Regions from separate parts of the Sus scrofa genome. Here all the other regions are linked to region 3. A link is a contact called in public Hi-C and HiChIP or PLAC-seq data. All regions are on one chromosome and are shown on one strand. Each heading gives the region's core, a stretch centred on a gene start, on an enhancer-like site or on the middle of the called end of the contact. The rest is flanking DNA. Distances are from core to core; before and after follow the strand shown.

What was found. Hi-C and Micro-C count contacts between places; a contact is called where the count stands out from the background. HiChIP or PLAC-seq counts read pairs in DNA pulled down with a chosen protein or histone mark.
Region 1: a Hi-C map of epiblast stem cells shows a contact between it and region 3, with 2.8 times the contacts expected there. The contact joins the promoter of CCL28 here to the promoter of PAIP1 in region 3. A contact is called at or near these places in 1 of 47 Hi-C or Micro-C datasets (epiblast stem cells) and 1 of 2 datasets of contacts at active chromatin or transcription factors (alveolar macrophages).
Region 2: a contact with region 3 is called in an H3K27ac HiChIP or PLAC-seq map of alveolar macrophages. The contact joins the promoter of TMEM267 here to the promoter of PAIP1 in region 3. A contact is called at or near these places in 4 of 47 Hi-C or Micro-C datasets (heart right ventricle, liver and skeletal muscle) and 2 of 2 datasets of contacts at active chromatin or transcription factors (alveolar macrophages and skeletal muscle).

The regions. Positions count from the first base shown.
Region 1 is chr16:28,009,539-28,012,238 of Sscrofa11.1, forward strand. It overlaps CCL28 (C-C motif chemokine ligand 28), which reads right to left and starts at 1,321. Exons shown (of 3, transcript NM_001024695.1): 1 at 1,251-1,321. The coding sequence starts at 1,314.
Region 2 is chr16:28,059,202-28,061,901 of Sscrofa11.1, forward strand. It overlaps TMEM267 (transmembrane protein 267), which reads right to left and starts at 1,432. Exons shown (of 3, transcript XM_021077021.1): 1 at 1,296-1,432. It overlaps C16H5orf34, which reads right to left. Exons shown (of 14, transcript XM_021077011.1): 14 at 1,096-1,485. The coding sequence ends at 1,292. LOC106508158 (a long non-coding RNA gene) reads left to right here. Exons shown (of 4, transcript XR_002339773.1): 2 at 916-1,085.
Region 3 is chr16:28,132,913-28,135,612 of Sscrofa11.1, forward strand. PAIP1 (polyadenylate-binding protein-interacting protein 1) reads right to left here and starts at 1,384. Exons shown (of 11, transcript XM_005657616.3): 1 at 1,154-1,384.

The sequences.
Region 1 (2,700 bases), core at 71-2,570, 120 kb before region 3:
TGTATTGGAATCTCTAAGCAAATGCCTACAGAGGAGGAACCAGGCAATTAATAAGTTGATAGCCACTTCAAAGAAGGGCAGGAGCTAGTCTGCTCTAGCCATTTCTTGCCAGATATAATTTTTCAGAAGAGTCTCTAAAATCCAAGTTGTATGTGTGTATATACGAGTATGTGTATGTGAAATCATTTTAAAATACTGGCTTAGTTTTTTTTAAAAGCAAACCAAACAAAACTTACATTTTACCTGTTCTGAATTTAGAGAATCTATTCAGGGTAAATTTTCAGAAAAGAATACAGTAGAAAAGAGTCTTATCAGTCAAGTATTAAATACTTATATTTACGGTTTCCTGAACACAGTAGAAAAGATTGTCTCCAGTCCAAATAGTTATAATCTCCATATGGAGATTATACATGTATGTGCTAGCAACTCACAACTGAAGTTCTCTTTGGAGTTCCCGTTGTGGTCCAGCAGAAACAAATCTGACTAGGAACCATGAGGTTGTGGGTTCAATCCCTGGCCTTTTTCAGTGGGTTAAGGATCTGGTGTTGCCATGAGCTGTGGTGTAGGTTGCAGATGCGGCTTGGATCTGGTGTTGCTTCAGCTCTGGTGTAGGCTGGTGGCTACAGCTCCAATTCGACTCCTAGCCTGGGAACCTCCATATGCCTGGGTGCGGCCCTGAAAAGACAAAAGACGAAAAAAAAAAAGTTCTTTTTGATGTAATTTGTATGGTTCAGTCTCCTTTATCCTGTATCCCGTTTTTAAGATCAGATTGAAATTTTGGTTTTCAGTGTCCACAGACCTGACTTTGTTCAGATAGCTTGCAGCTTACCAGACCATATACTAGAAGGTTGAGTTGGTCTTATTTTCAGGAATATGTGCACTTGTATTCAGACAGTTTAGCTGGTCAGGGTGAGGGGAGGGAAGCAGTTGAATAATAGGGGATTTTCCCCTAGCCTCTACCTGGAGATTTTTCTAAGATACTGTTATCAGAAAAAGAAGCACTGCTCAAAGTTGCACTGGTATGGTAGGATCTCATCCTTCTTGTGGCTAATTACTGATATTCCTGTTCAAATGAGGTTCCTTCCTGAAGTTGCCTCTTGGAGATGAGGAGTTAAACCTATGCCATTCTCATGTAGATAACTGGAAATTCCTGCCCCTAATTGCTGGAGTACCTCACCCCCTCCAGCTCCAACTTGGAAGGCAGCCCCCCTCCTTCCACCGGAGGCTGAGATAGTCAGCCCCTCACTCACCTTCCGAGGGATGAAGAGCCACACAGGCAGCCAAGGCCACGAGAGCAAGTCCTGTGTGCTGCATTCCTGCCCAGCCGCTCAGCAGCACCGCAGGTGAGGCTGTAAGATCAGGAAATGAGGCTAAAAGTGTCCTTGGTTGCAGAGAAAGAGCGAGGAGGAAAGCCAGCCAGAAAGCCCCGCCCTGGGAGGTGCTAGGGTACCTGTTTCTCATGTTTCTTTCCTTGAGACCAGGCTCTTTCTTAAGAAAGATGTTAGTGGTGATCTGACATCTGGTGAGGTCCTAGTGGATTGAGGTGTGCATCAAAACTTGGGAGCGATTAAAAAAAAAATAGCTACCTCCATGAATTCCTCCACAGACTTATAAATCAGAATTTGGGTGTAGGGGACCAGGAATATGAATTTTTAAAAAGCCCCATGGGCAACTCTGATGGACACCTCCATTGAGAACCATTATATAAAGGAATTAGAGTTTTAAGTAGCTTGTTGAAACTAAGAGTTTCTGGGGACAAAGGTGGCAAGTCATAAAAAACATTATCTGGTGGGAAGATGGAAAAATTCTACCCCACTCTGATTTTGGTTTACTGCCAAAATGCTTCCAGTGAGGCTGTTAGTTTATTTAGAAGAAAGGTATAAAACAGGTGGAGAGCCCTCTTCCCTCTAGGTTGTACCTGATGAAAAAGAGCCCTAGAGCAGGTTGAGCAGGCATGAGGAGGTATGGGTTCTAGTCCAGCTTGCTACTAATCAGCTTTGTGAATAAAACTCTAGGGTAGGCTGAGGGTAATTGGATTCTAATCCAGTCTTTTCTGCTAATTGGTTGCATAACCTCAGCAAATGTACTTAACTTTTCTGTAAAGAAGATGTCAGGCTGGGTGATCCCAAGTGCTGCCATGCTTCCTCTAACGGCGCTCTCATGCTTCTTGTCCACATGTGGCCCTTGAACATCTGGAATGTGCTAGTCCAAATTCACATGAGCTGTAAGTGCAGTACACACACCGGATTTCAAATATGGTACAAAGAAATATAAAATATCTAATAATTTGTATCTTGATTATATGCTCAAATGATAATATTTGGATATATTGAGTTAAGATATATTCTTAAAATTAATTTCACCTGTTTCTTTGTACTTTTTTGATGTGACTCCTCAACATTCTAAGTTGCATATGTTTGCATTGGGCACTGCTGCTTTATAAGGTCAGGAACTTGAGGTCAGAACTGTACCTCAGCTGTCAGTTGTGGTACTTAACCAAGCTCCAATTTCACTATCAAGAACTGCAGTTATAATAAAATGGGAAATGAAGAGTTTGGGGAAGCACAGAACTAGGCAAAGAATGAGAAGACCTTGTCATGCAGAACAGCCATTCCAAACTCTGCCACTGAGCAAGAAGACCTTGCCAAAAGGCTCAGAAATTGAGCACAGAGAACCTGCAGAAGTGACTTTCAAGGCCCT
Region 2 (2,700 bases), core at 182-2,681, 74 kb before region 3:
TGCTTACATTATCACTCCTAACTGACTACACTGTTTGCTTTTTTATTTTTCTTATAGTTTCCTCTGTTCCTTCTTCCCTTTTATGTGAAGAGGGTGGTCTTTTCAATAAATCACAATTAGAATACTTCTGGTTATATTTGGTATAATCTTGAAATCTTTTTAAAAATTTTTTACTTTTTTGCTTTTTAGGGCTGCACGCATGGCACATGGAAGGTCCCAGGCTAGGGGTCGAATCAGAGCTACAGCTGCTGGCCTACACCACAGCAACACCAGATCCAAGCTGTGTCTGCGACCTATACCACAGCTCATGGCAATGCCAGATCCATAACCCACTGACGAGGCCAGGGACTGAACCCACAACCTCGTGGTTATTAGTCACATTTGTTTCTGCTGCACCATAAACACGAACTTCTTGAAATGTTTTTAGGTATATGATTTTATTCTTTCCTAAGAGGCAGGTGAAGTAAATGCCACTTATGGTGAGCTCACTTCTTTTGGTTTCACATACTTTGTAGCATAATTTTTTTGTGTGTGTCCTTTTTTTTAGGGCCACACCCGCGGCATATGGAGGTTCCCAGGTTAGGGGTTGAATCGGAGCTATAGCCGCCAGCCTATGCCACAGTCACAGCAACTCGGGATCCAAGCTGTGTCTGCGACATCCACCACAGCTCATGGCAATGCCAGATCCTTAAGCCCCTTAGCAAGGCCAGGGATCGAACCCATGTCCTCATGATTGCTAGTAGGGTTTGTTAACGCTGAGCCACGACAGGAACTCCTGTAGCATATTTTTTGAGATGTTCAAAACAAATGAAAATATGTGGTGTATAAGACAGTTCAGATAAAATTTAGGCTTATCTGAAGTGCCCGATTCTTGAAGCAATATTGTCTACATTAAGTTTGTTTTGTTTTCTTAAGATCTTTTTCTTTTCGTGATTCTACGGAAAAATACTGGAAGAGAAAAAATAGCTAATGACCAATGTACACAATTCTGCATATTAAAATGAAGAAAATTTGATTAATAGCAAAAACTCCACAAGATAAATCAGCAACTCTACAATTTTACAAAATTTCTTCTCAAATCTGAGGTAAGAAATTGTTCAAAAATTTTAAATAGTTCTTTATTAATAAAATATAAATATACATTTAAAATTTACAAGTTAGTGTAAAATCTCTCCTTAAGTTCAAGTTCTCATTAAGTAATCAATGTACAAAAGTCATACAGATCAGTTTTTGGCTTTCTAGTAATTTTCTATCAGTCACTTGAAATAACATCCTCAAGGTTTAATATTTTTTACCTTTTGGAGTTTGATAGAAGAGAGTCAATATCCTGAAGGATTTCAGAGGTTTTTCTCAATGCCACTGATACACTGTTTTCATTAACTTCTTTTAGCAAGAGTTCTGAAGATTTGGGTTTATAATGATCTGAAGACTGTTCATTTTTCTTGTTAGAAATATGGTTTAGGACACCACTATTCTCCAGTAACACTAGTGGCTTAGTTAAGGAGCTTTTCCCTAATATTCATTATAATTACTTTGAATTTCAGAAAGCTTAGCCTTCATAGTAAAATATTTCTACACTGGGAGGAAGATATCTTGGATTCTTAATAGAGTTGGACTTCAGAACTTGTCCAGTCTATCTCTTATAGATGAGGAAACTGACTGGAGTATAAAAGACGGGGAAAGGAAAAGAGAGTATGTGTGTATTTGGATGGAGGTTTGGCAATAGGGAGAAAATAAAAGAATTAAAAACCTCAGTAACATTTCTTTAAGCAAAGAAGTGATATGGGAATAAAAGGGAACAAAAGTAGAGATGAAAGGAATATAAACAATCTCTGTAGGGTATTTTTTTAACTTAAATATCAGTGAAAGCAAAACTGTTCTCTGTTGCAGAGCTACGCTGTTATTTGAATAGGATTACAGGAAAATAAAAAATTTAGATGAATGGAGTAGGAATGTACAGAACAAAAGGTTTCATAAGAGTCCTGTCCCAAGCTGATGAGGTAGCAGGTTCATGAACTCACTTCCCTCCACAGACACACTGAATCTCTAGCAACACACTGAATCCCCAGCTACACACAGAGCAATTCTCACTGTACGAATTCCAGGAACTACCAAGGGACTTCTTTACATTGAGTGAATGAGAAAATATCCACACTGAAATGGGAAAGACACACTGTCGCTATAAACCCCACCCCCCCTAGCCCAACAGGGGGGAACTCACAATTCTCAGCTTCTTCCTGAGGAATAAAGGGTTTAGACCCAACATCTAATGCTCCAACTTTTAAGATTGCCAAGTGCATGATAGGCCCCCACAACACCCAGCTCTGAGCAAACAAAAACCTCGATCTCCCAGTCTTTCCCTGTTGGCATACTTTAAAAGCTGATGCCTGAGGGTCAGAGTTCTCACTCAGCAGGTGATAGCTCCATATTCTCTCTGGCCTACTCCAGCTTGCTGCAGTCTCCCTGGAAGGAGCTTACACATAACAGAAAAAGTCAAAGCAACAAAGAGCTGTTTTTTTTGCAAAGATAAACAAAATAGACAAATCTTTAGCTAGACCTAGCAAGAAAAAAAAGAACTCAAATAAAAATAGAGAAAAAATTACAATACCACAGCAAGACAAAGGATCGTAAGAGACTACTATGAATAATTATATGCCAACATATTGGATAACTTAAAAGAAATGGAGATTCCTAGAAATA
Region 3 (2,700 bases), core at 134-2,633:
GACTTGCTTTAGTTCGTTTATGAACATACCTGCTTCCTAAATGAACGCTTCAGGCTTATTTTTTCCTTTTTTCTTTTCGAAGGAGTCGGTTAAAAAGAGGTGGCTGCCCGCCTCAGGCCTCCCTCTCGGGGGGCTGGGGAGGGGGAGGCAATTTTTACTTCCTCCCGGGACAGCAGAACTCGGGGACAGCGCACCGGGCCCCTCCCCCAGCCCGGGCGCACAAAGAATTCGATCCGCCACCCTCCAAACCCCGTTCCGGGCCCGTCCCCACCCCGCAACAACCGGGCCCTTTGGGGAATGCTTTCGGGGAACCCGAGGGAGGAAGACGGCGCGCCGACTTCGGGCGCGCGCGGAGGGCCTGGGGAAGCGTTGGCCCTGGAGGACAGGGTCCCCTAGAGCGGCTCCGTACCTGGGAGCGCCCCGGGCCGGGGAGGCCGCTGGGGGCCGGCGGGGACCTCGCACTGGGCCCCTGGCGGCGGGGCCGTCCTGGGCTGGCGCAGCGGCGGTGGCTGCAAGAAGCCCGGGGCTTTGGGCTGCGGCGGCGGCTGGTGCCGCGGCCGCTCAGCAGGCCCCGCTCCGTTCGGGAAACCGCCGCCCTCAGGCCCGCCCCCTCCGCGGCCCAGGCCCCGGCTCCGGCCCCGACCAGCACCTGGGGCCCGATCGAAACCGTCCGACATGCTCCTCCTCCTCCTCCTCCGGGGGCCGCTGCCGCTGCGCTCTGGAGAGGACGCGGGGGGAGGCGCCGCGGGCCGGCTCTCGCCGCCGCGCTCACTCGGGCCTCATGGAGGAGGAGGACTCTGGGCCCTGCTCGGCTCCCCGCGCTTCGGGCGGGGCGGACGGCAGCTGGAGCACCCACGGAACCCGCCGCTCCGGAGCGCCCGCCCCCCTCGGCTACCCTCAGCTTTTTCCGATTCTCCCCCAAAACCCGGCTCCCCCGCCTTCGGTGCGGCGGGGGCGAAGGCAGGTCACAGCGGCCCCCCGCGGCCCGGAGGCCCCGGGCACGCCCGCCGCAGCTCCTCCCGTTCCCGGCGGGCGGGCTGCCGCGGCCCAGCAGGCCGCCGGACAAGCGGCACCTAGGCCTTTAGATAGCCCTGCCCGCCGCGGGGGCATCCCGGCAAACGGAACCGGGCTGGGGGCAGAGAGGGGCGCTTACCCCTGAAAGGGTCTGCTTACTCGGTGGTTCTCAGGAGAGAAGTGCGAGACTGACGGTTGATGCCGGGAAAATAAAAATACGGGGGGAGGGGGCGTGAGCCGGCGCCAGGGTTCGCGGACGCGCACCTCCGTGGGCGCGCAGGTGTGTTCAATGACCCGGCGCCGGCGAGACCCGAGGGTTGGTCGGGAAGGGGGCTCTGGAAGCTCTTTGCCACCCGCAACGTTAGCCGCGGGGGGGGGGGGGGAAATAGGAACGGAATCTAAACATGCCCCCCCGCCCACGTCCTTCTCAAGTCCCAGTATTTATCATGGTAGGTCACGCTGGGGCCAAGCTTGACTCTCTTCCCTTTTTTCATCCTCTCCAGAAATTTTAAGAAAACACGCTACCTTTCAATAAAACTCCCCTCTTTTTCATCTTCTACCACTGCTGTCCAATCAAAATATAGTGCGGGCCACAAATGCAAGCCACTTACGTAATTATACATTTTCTAGAAGGCACATTACCCGAAGGAAAATAAAAACAGGTGAAATTAATTTTGATAATATATTTTACTTAGTCCAATAGATCCCAAATGGTATCATTCAAAACATGTAATTAAAGATATTAATGAGGAGTTCCTGTTGTGGCTCAGTGGTAATGAAGCCGACTAGGATCCAAGAGGATGCTGGCTGGATCCCTAGCCTTGCTCAGCGGGTTAAGGATCCAGCCTTGCTGTGAGTTGTGGTGTAGGCTGCAGACTCCGCTTGAATCCCAGTTGCTGTGACTAAGTGGGCAGCTGCAGCTTTGATTGGACCCCTAGCCTGGTAACATCCATATGCTGCTGATGCAGTCCTAAAAAGAAGGAAAAAGAAAGATATTAATAGATATTTTCTCTCTTTTCATATTAATCAAAATCAGTATACTTTGCATTTCCAGCATATCTTTCTCGGGATTAGGCACATTTCAAGTGTAGTGGCTACTGCACTGCACAGCAAAGTTCTAGACATTATGTATAAGTTAGTGTGTGTGTGTGTGTGTGTGTGTTTAAGTCAAGTCTGACAGTGCTAAAGCCAAATGAGGGATGATATAAGTAATGAAAAGGAGAAAAAATATTTCTTAACTGTTAGACTGAAACATCTTCACAAATTCTGTGTTTTAAGCAAGGCTTACTGCTTTTCAATCTTGTTAAGCTTGAGAATAATTTCAGTTAAGAATAAAACTTCTTGTTAACCATTTTCTTGCTAATAAAGAAAACATTAACGTCTTCACTTAAATGAAAGAGGAAAATGGCTTTAATGAAGGCAGTCATGAATAAATGATTCATGCTGTTGATTGGTGGCAAAAACAATGAAGCCAGGGAAGGAAGCTAGCAAGAAGTGTGGTGCCTTGGTGTTGAGAAAGCATGTAGGATTCAAAATAGGTCGAAGTTCTGGTCTGGATCCTGGTGGTGCCCCTTAATGCCTATGTGATCCTGGGTAAGTAAAGGAGTTAGTTCCACTGAGCCTCTTTCCTCACTTATGTAATAAGTATAATGAGTATACTTATAATAAGTAGCAGTGGCATATATT